2 separate regions of the Oryctolagus cuniculus genome follow, and region 2 is linked to region 1. A link is a contact called in public Micro-C data. All regions are on one chromosome and are shown on one strand. Each heading gives the region's core, a stretch centred on a gene start, on an enhancer-like site or on the middle of the called end of the contact. The rest is flanking DNA. Distances are from core to core; before and after follow the strand shown.

Region 1 (3,519 bases), core at 785-3,284:
TCCTGAAGAGGACTCGAGGCCCTTGTAGTCTGGGAACGGCTAGCAGCATAAGAGATCAGGCAGTGACTAACCTCCTTTTCACAGACGAGGAAACTGAAATCAAGGATGATAACCTGCTGAGACTAACACTTAGGTCTCAACTTCCTTCCTGTCTTACGCTCTTTTCACCACAATCTGCTAAGTGGATACCCAAAAATACAGTAAGAGCATGTATTTATCTACATGGCGTTAGAGTGCATGAACTTTGGTATACAAATCTAATGGTAAGTGCCTAAGCAAAAGAGAAGCCCGTGTCCACACAAAGAGTTGCACAAGACATGCTCACGACAGCATTACTCATAATGGCCCAAACGTGGAAAGTGCGAGTGTCCATCAACAGTTGCGCCAACAAAGTGTGGTGTGTTCTCACAATGGACTACTACTACTCAGCAACAAACAGGTGCTACTGATCCATGCAACAGTGCAGACAAGTCTCAGAGTCATCATGCAATGAAAGAAGCCAGACAAGAGTATAGACCGTATGCTTTCACCTACCTAAAATTCTAGAAAAAGCCAACTACTCTCTAGTGACAGGAAACAGATCTATAGGGGTGGGGTGGGAGTAGAGGTAGACCCAAGAAGGAACCACAAAGGGGTAGGATAAACCTTAAACCTTGGAGGGTAAAGATGTATTCTTGCAGGGGTGGTTTCAGGCATGCATACCCATCAGTGTACCAAATCATAAACATGTGCGGCTTACTGTACGTCAATTATACCTCAATAAAGTTGTGGGAGCTCCCTGTTAAGTTTGAAAAGTGAAACACGCCAAAAACTCACTGGAGTATCTAAAGCACAAGAAAACTAAAATTATTTCTGAGGCTGACAACCAAGGCTCTATTCTAGTGTGAGTTTATCTGAACAAAACATTAACTATGAGAAATGCCAAGTCATAAAAATAAAAAATAGAAGTGGCATTTTCGTCCCCCTGGTAATCATGTCATTTCCTCACGTCTATACAGTTGCTCTGCATCATAATCTTTTTTTCGTGTTCGATGCAATTTGGTTTTCAAAAAGAGCAATAACCTTGCTGTATTTTTTCCTGAACTGTTAGGCTGCTCTTTCCTGTAGGCGATACCCAGTCCCTGGTGTGTGTGTGTGTGTGTGTGTGTGTACGTGTATGGGCGTGGAAACAGCTACACTGTATCTATAAATTATAGCAAATGCTGTAATTTGTTTTGGGATTTTTGTAGTCTGCTCAGCAGAGGCACTGGAAACACGTTGGAAATTTCTAGAAATCGTACCCTCTTCTACAAGATGAACCCTGTACAGTTTTCCTAATACGTGAATTCAGTGATCAAAATTTTCCGTTTAGATTTTCCACTTACAGTTTTAAAACAAAGCACTGCTATTCTGCACATAGATCTACAACACCGGTGGTGATTCTCAATTCCTTTACTCAACATTGTCTTTTTCAGAAAACATTAGAAAGTTTGGTTTTCCCACTCCCCTCGCCGCACCCCCTCCCCACTTTTTCTCCTCGGCTCCTTTATTTGGTAATTACTCCCATTCTGTAGACGTGGAGGCGCACACGCCCCTCGCCGTGCTGAGGGGCGAGAAAGAAGCAACTCGCAACTTTTCAGTTCCATTTTGAGAAACCATCACATCGAACTCCCGAGACGCGACAGCCGAGAGGCAGCAGAAGCGTTCCTTCCCCCGGCTGGGTGTGGGTCTGGAGCCAGGCGCGCTGCCGAGGCGGAGAGGGGGAGGCAGGTGGCAGCGGCGCGGGAGCCCGAGCGGCGCGGCGGGGGCGCGAGCGGGGCGCGCCTCCCTCCGGCCGCCGCGAGCAGGCTGCCCCCGCGCACGCGAGTCCCTCGACCCCGGGCTCCCGCGCCGCGCTGCAACCCGCCCGGCGCCCGCGTCTCCTCCCCTCGCGCGCGCTAGCTCCCTCCTCACCCCCCGCCCCCAGCCCCCGGCAGGGCCCTCCCCCATGCCCGCTGCTGCGGCCGCCGCCGCCGCCGCTGCTACCGGAGGCGCAGGAGCCTCGCGATAGTGTTTGCACAGGCGGCGCGTGACGCCGCCGCCGCCTGTAACTGATGCAGAGGTTACCCCGCCGCCTCAGCCGCCACCCACCGCCCGCCGCCGCCGCCGCCGCCGCCACCGCCGCTGCCGGCCGGGCGACGCCGGGGGCCGACGCACTGCAGAGGTGCCGGCAGGTTCCGCCCGCGGAAGTCTCCTCAGCCGGCGCAGCCCGCGCTCCGCCCGCGCTCCGACCCCGGCCCCGGCGGGCGCCCCCTCGACGCCTCCGCCGCTGCGCTCCGTCCCTCCGCCTCCTCTCCGGCGCGCCCGCCCGCTCCCTCGCTTCTCCCCCTTTCCCTCCTCCCCGTCCCCTCTCCTTCCCTCACCTCGTCCCTCCCCACCTCCCCTGCTCTCGGTTTCCTCCCCCATCCCCTTGACTCTCCCCTCCCTGCCCTCGCGCTCTCGCTCGCCCTCAGCGCGGCCCCCGCCATGACGGAGGCGGGTGCCGGTGCCGTTGCCGCCGCTGCCGTCGCAGGGGGGGAGTCGGGTTCCCAGAAAGTAGCTTGATGAGTGTCCAAAGTAGCAGTGGAAGTTTGGAGGGGCCGCCATCTTGGTCCCAGCTCTCCACGTCTCCAACCCCGGGCTCGGCGGCGGCGGCCAGGTCCCTGCTGAATCACACGCCGCCATCCGGGAGGCCCAGGGAAGGTAAGCGCCACCGCGCCCGCGCCCGCTCCCGGGCCTCTGCGCCCGCGCAGCGGCCCCCGCGCCCCCCGGGTCTCCCCCGCCCGACCCCGAGGTGGGGGATGGTGGCGAGGTGGACGCGAGGCCGCCGGGCCAAGGGGAGGTAGTGCGCTGTGGCTGTGGGTGGCGGCTCGCGGGTGGCGGAGGGGACGGGCGAGGGGGTGCGCGCTGGTGGGGACGGGGCGAGGCGCAGAGACTCGCCTGGGGTTCCTCCGAGCCGGTCCTGCGAGGGTGGGAAGCCTGCCCCCGGCCGCGAGCCCCCTTCCTGCTCCATTTGCTAGGACACTCGGCACTCTTAACCTCCTGGCCTCCTGTCCCCGGTGGGTTTTCCCTCCGGTTGGAGCCTTCATCCTGGAGCCCCCTCCCCTTCCCCGGCGCACTCCTCCCATAGAGGCGGTCCCCGCTCTGCGAGCTCCGCTACCCGGCGGCACCTGGAGGATGCCCCTCGCTTGCAGGGTCGCTGCCCTTTGGGGGTAGAGCCGCCGGATTTATCTAGCGCACTTTGATCCCCTGCGTGGCCCCCTAGAGCAATTCAAACGGCAGACTGACTCGTGGGCAGGCTTTTAAAACCACCCCCTCCAGATGGTTGCAACTTTCTCTCGTTCGACATCGCCTCCTGCGTGCTCGTGTGTTATCTTGTCGGGTGCAAGGAGGCTACTGTTCTTCTCTGACAGGGTTGTGGGTTTTGTGGGAAATAGCTGCGTAAAGGTTACTGCAGTCACGCTCCAGATCGGTTACAATTGTTTTCTAAGTTTGCTGGCTTCTTGCATGCAAGCGTGCTGC
Region 2 (3,743 bases), core at 466-2,965, 200 kb after region 1:
AGTTGTCCACAGTGTCTCTAAAAGTCACGTTTAGATTAGTAACACCTCAGCACTCCCGACTATGCATGATACAAATTTACTGAACTGCACTTCAACTTGTTTTTCCGCCGGAATGAAGTCATTAACAAAAAGTCATTATATCGGAATCCTTTTGATGTGTATGGCTTTCTTTCAAATACTCGGGCTCATTACTGCTAATGTGTTTTACTGAGCTCCCCTCCCAATGAGGGCTGCTTATAAAAACATCCCGCGTCCCCAAGGATTCATGGCCACCATCAGCCACGGCGAGAATCTGCTGGCAAACCTGGATCACGTCTCCCAGGGCAGGGAACTCAAAATCAGACCAGGTAAGAGAGAAGCACTTCACTGTCTTTCCTCTCACACGGCCGGTTCTTCCAGGGTCCCCATCAATAGGGCAGCACTCGGGGTGTGTGTGTGTGTGTGTGTGTGTGTGTGTTCTGGTTAGCTGAAGGGAAATAGCGTTTATTCAAACTCTTCTTTTGGGGTGGGGGTGGGGAATCCATCCTTTCCCACCAAGACTGTGGCTTCCAGAGGAATTCTGAGCGGAACGGAGAAGCAACCAGGCCACCTAATCCTGGGAGATCAGAAAGAGGCTGTACGCCAGCCCTCAGCCCGTCGTCAGCGGCGCCTCGGGAACGCTGTCTCACCTAAGACCCGGGACCCAGCAGCGGGGACCAGGGCGCCCCAGCGAGCGCGCTCTCGCCCGGGCACCCCGCTGACGGCGCCCACTCGCACAGGTGTCACAGCGCGGCCATCCGCGCCGGCCCCCGCTCCCTACGGCGCAAAGCCGCTCCAAGGGGCTCCCCCGACAGACTCCGGCCCCCGAGTTTCCCGGCTGGCTCCGCAAGGAGCCTTGTCTTTTTAACCCTGAACTCCAGCGCACCCTCGGCAGTCTCGGGACGAAGTCCCCCCCGCCTTCCGGGACATGTGTTAGAGGAGAGCTGGAAAGGTCGGGGGCGACGGGAGAGGAAAACGTCCCGTCAATATCCAGCAAAGTCCGCCGAAGCCACGTCCAGGCCACTCGGCCCGGGGGCTCCCGGACATCCGGACAAGGCCGGGAACCTCAACACCTGCCGTCGCCGCCCGCCTGCGAGGCTCCCTTCACCACCGCCCCAAGCCCTCCCGGACTTCGGGAGCTAAGAATCGGGTGTGGGGGAGAGAGAGGTGGGGAGCAGAGGGGCTCCGAGGCGGGACAGCAGCCCAGGGCCGTCCCCCAGCCGAGTGCCCCGCAGCCGCCTCCGGCTCCAGCCCGTCGCCCGGAGCGCTCCGGGGAGACCCGATGCGAGCGGCCTCCGCAACCAGCCTCGGGCAGGGCCAGCGCCCCCGGTCGCCGCTCCTTCGCGGGAGCGGGCCTAGCTGCCCCGGGCAAAGGGCCCATCGGGGCCTCCGCCTCCCACTTCCAGCCCGCCGCTCGCGGGCCGCGGTCGGAGGCCTTACCCGCAGGACGTGGTAGCCTTCTGTGCCCCCGCCTGGGATCTCGACGCTCTGCGAGGAGCCCATGGCGCCGGGCGATCGGTGCAGCCGAGCCGGGCGCCGCTCTGCTCCCCGCCCCTCCGCACCGCCCGCTCCCTCCGCGTAGCACTTGGGACGTGGCACTCGCAGCCGCCGGAGAGCCGGGCCGCACTGCCCGCCGGGAGATGGTCGCCGAGGCAGCCGGGGCGCAGCGACGCCACAGACAGCGCCACCTGCCGCCAGCCACCGGGAGGGGTCTGGGGGCGCGCGAGCGGATCGGGAGGGACCGGGGAGGGCGGGCAGGGGCCTAGTCGTCCTCGCGAGAGAGCAGACACACAGTTCCTTCAGTCCTGCTACGGAGCCGTGGAGGAGACAAGCTTCATCAACACGCGTTCCTGCTCGCCCGGAATGACGATTGCTGGGTTGCAACGCCCTCTGGTGGCCACAGGCTGGAAAGGGCTCACACTAAGCTGCTGCAGCTCTGGTTTTGTAGGTCTTGGCCCAGGTTAGGCAGGTGTGGGATGAATCCACGTCCACTCAGCCCAGTTTTATAAAGAGACGCCTTCTCTTTAGGGCAGCTGTCCCACACAGTCATGGAGTCATGGAGGACCCGCCGAGTTGTTTTTTGATGCAATTTTTTTCTCTCCTCTTTTATTGTGAGACCAAGGTCAGATATTTCCTATAAGTAGACAGGTTTTATTTTAAAGCTTTATTTTTGGGGCCGGCGCTGTGACGTAGCAGGTAGAGTCGCCGCCTGAAGCGCCGGCATCCCGTATGAAAGCCGGTTCGAGACGCGGCTGCTCCACTTCCAATCCAGCTCTATGCTGTAGCCTGGGAAAGCAGTAGAAGATGGCCCAAGTCCTTGGGTCCCTGCACCCGCCTGGGAGACCTGGAGGAGGCTCCTGGTTCCTGGTTTTGGATAGGCGCAGCTCCGGCCATTGCGGCCATCTGGGGAGTGAACCAGCTAATGGAAGACCTCTCTCTCCCTCTCTCTGCCTCTGTCTCTCTGTAACTCTTTCAAGTAAATAAATAAAATCTTTAAAAATTTTTATTCATTCATTCTGTTTCAAAGAGAGAGAGCACTCTTGTCCATTGTCTCCCTCCCCAAATGCATGCAACAGCTGCTGCTGGACCAGAGCAAAGCTGGGACGAGAAGGAAGCTGGAATCCGGAGTGGAGCCAGGACTTGAACCCACACACTTGGATATGGGATGCAGGTGTCCAAAGCACTGACTTTACTGCTATGCCAGACGCCTGCTGCCCTTGTTTTATTTGTTGTTGTTGTTTTTAAATTGTATTCATAATTTCCTTTTGAAAATATATTAAATTTTAAAAAAAGATTTATTTATCTATTTGAAAGGCAGAGCGACAGAATGAAATCTTGAATCTACTGGTTCACTCCCCAAATGTCTGCAACAGCCAGGGCTGGGCCAAGCTAAAACCAGGAGCCAGGAGCTCCATCCAGGTTTCCTTGGTGGGTGGCAGGGACTCCAGGACTTGAACAATCAGCAGAAACCTGGATCAGAAGCAGAGTAGCCAATGCATGAACCAATCACTCTGATATGGGTTGTGGGCGTCCCAAGTGGCAGCTTAACTCACTGTGCCACAATAACTCCCTTTAAGTACTGGGACTTTCATGGTTCTTTTGCAGTAATATTATTTTGATTAAATAATAAAAAAATTTGGACCAGCGTTGTGGTGCAGTGGGAAAAGCCACTGCCTGCAATGCCAGAATCTCATGTGGGCACCGGTTTGAGCCCTGGCTGCTCCACATCTGGTCTAGCTGCCCGCTAATGCACCTGTGAAAATATCGCAGGATGGCCCAAGTGATTGGGCCCATGAGCCCACATGAGAGACCTGGAAGAAGCTTCTGGCTCCTGGCTTCAGCCTGGCACAGCCCTGGCAGTTGCGGCCATTTGCAGAGTGAACCAATGGATGGAAGATCCTCTTCTCCTCTCCTCTCCTCTCCTCTCCTCTCCTCTCCTCTCCTCTCCTCTCCTCTCCTCTCCTCTCCTCTCCTCTTCCTCTCTTTCTCTCCCTCTCTGTATAGCTCTGCCTTTCAAATAAATAACATAAATAAAAATTATTTCTCATTCTTTGCTATCAATAAGTTAATATCAGTGTTTTAGGCAAATAAATACATAAAGGAAATCTCCAGTTATTAGGCTCTGCCAGACCAGGAACTATGGTACACTGGGATCTGGAATCTTAATGTTTTCCAGTGTCTGGCTGCTCACTCAACAAATTCTAAATTGAATGCGAGGGAATGAA

The links. Hi-C and Micro-C count contacts between places; a contact is called where the count stands out from the background.
Region 2: a Micro-C map of ear pinna shows a contact between it and region 1, with 10 times the contacts expected there. The contact joins the promoter of GORASP2 here to the promoter of TLK1 in region 1. A contact is called at or near these places in 2 of 6 Hi-C or Micro-C datasets (ear pinna and an unstated tissue).

The regions. Positions count from the first base shown.
Region 1 is chr3:69,987,794-69,991,312 of mOryCun1.1, forward strand. TLK1 (tousled like kinase 1) reads left to right here and starts at 2,035. Exons shown (of 21, transcript XM_002712279.5): 1 at 2,035-2,700. The coding sequence starts at 2,562.
Region 2 is chr3:70,187,999-70,191,741 of mOryCun1.1, forward strand. GORASP2 (golgi reassembly stacking protein 2) reads right to left here and starts at 1,716. Exons shown (of 10, transcript XM_002712278.5): 1 at 1,459-1,716. The coding sequence starts at 1,521.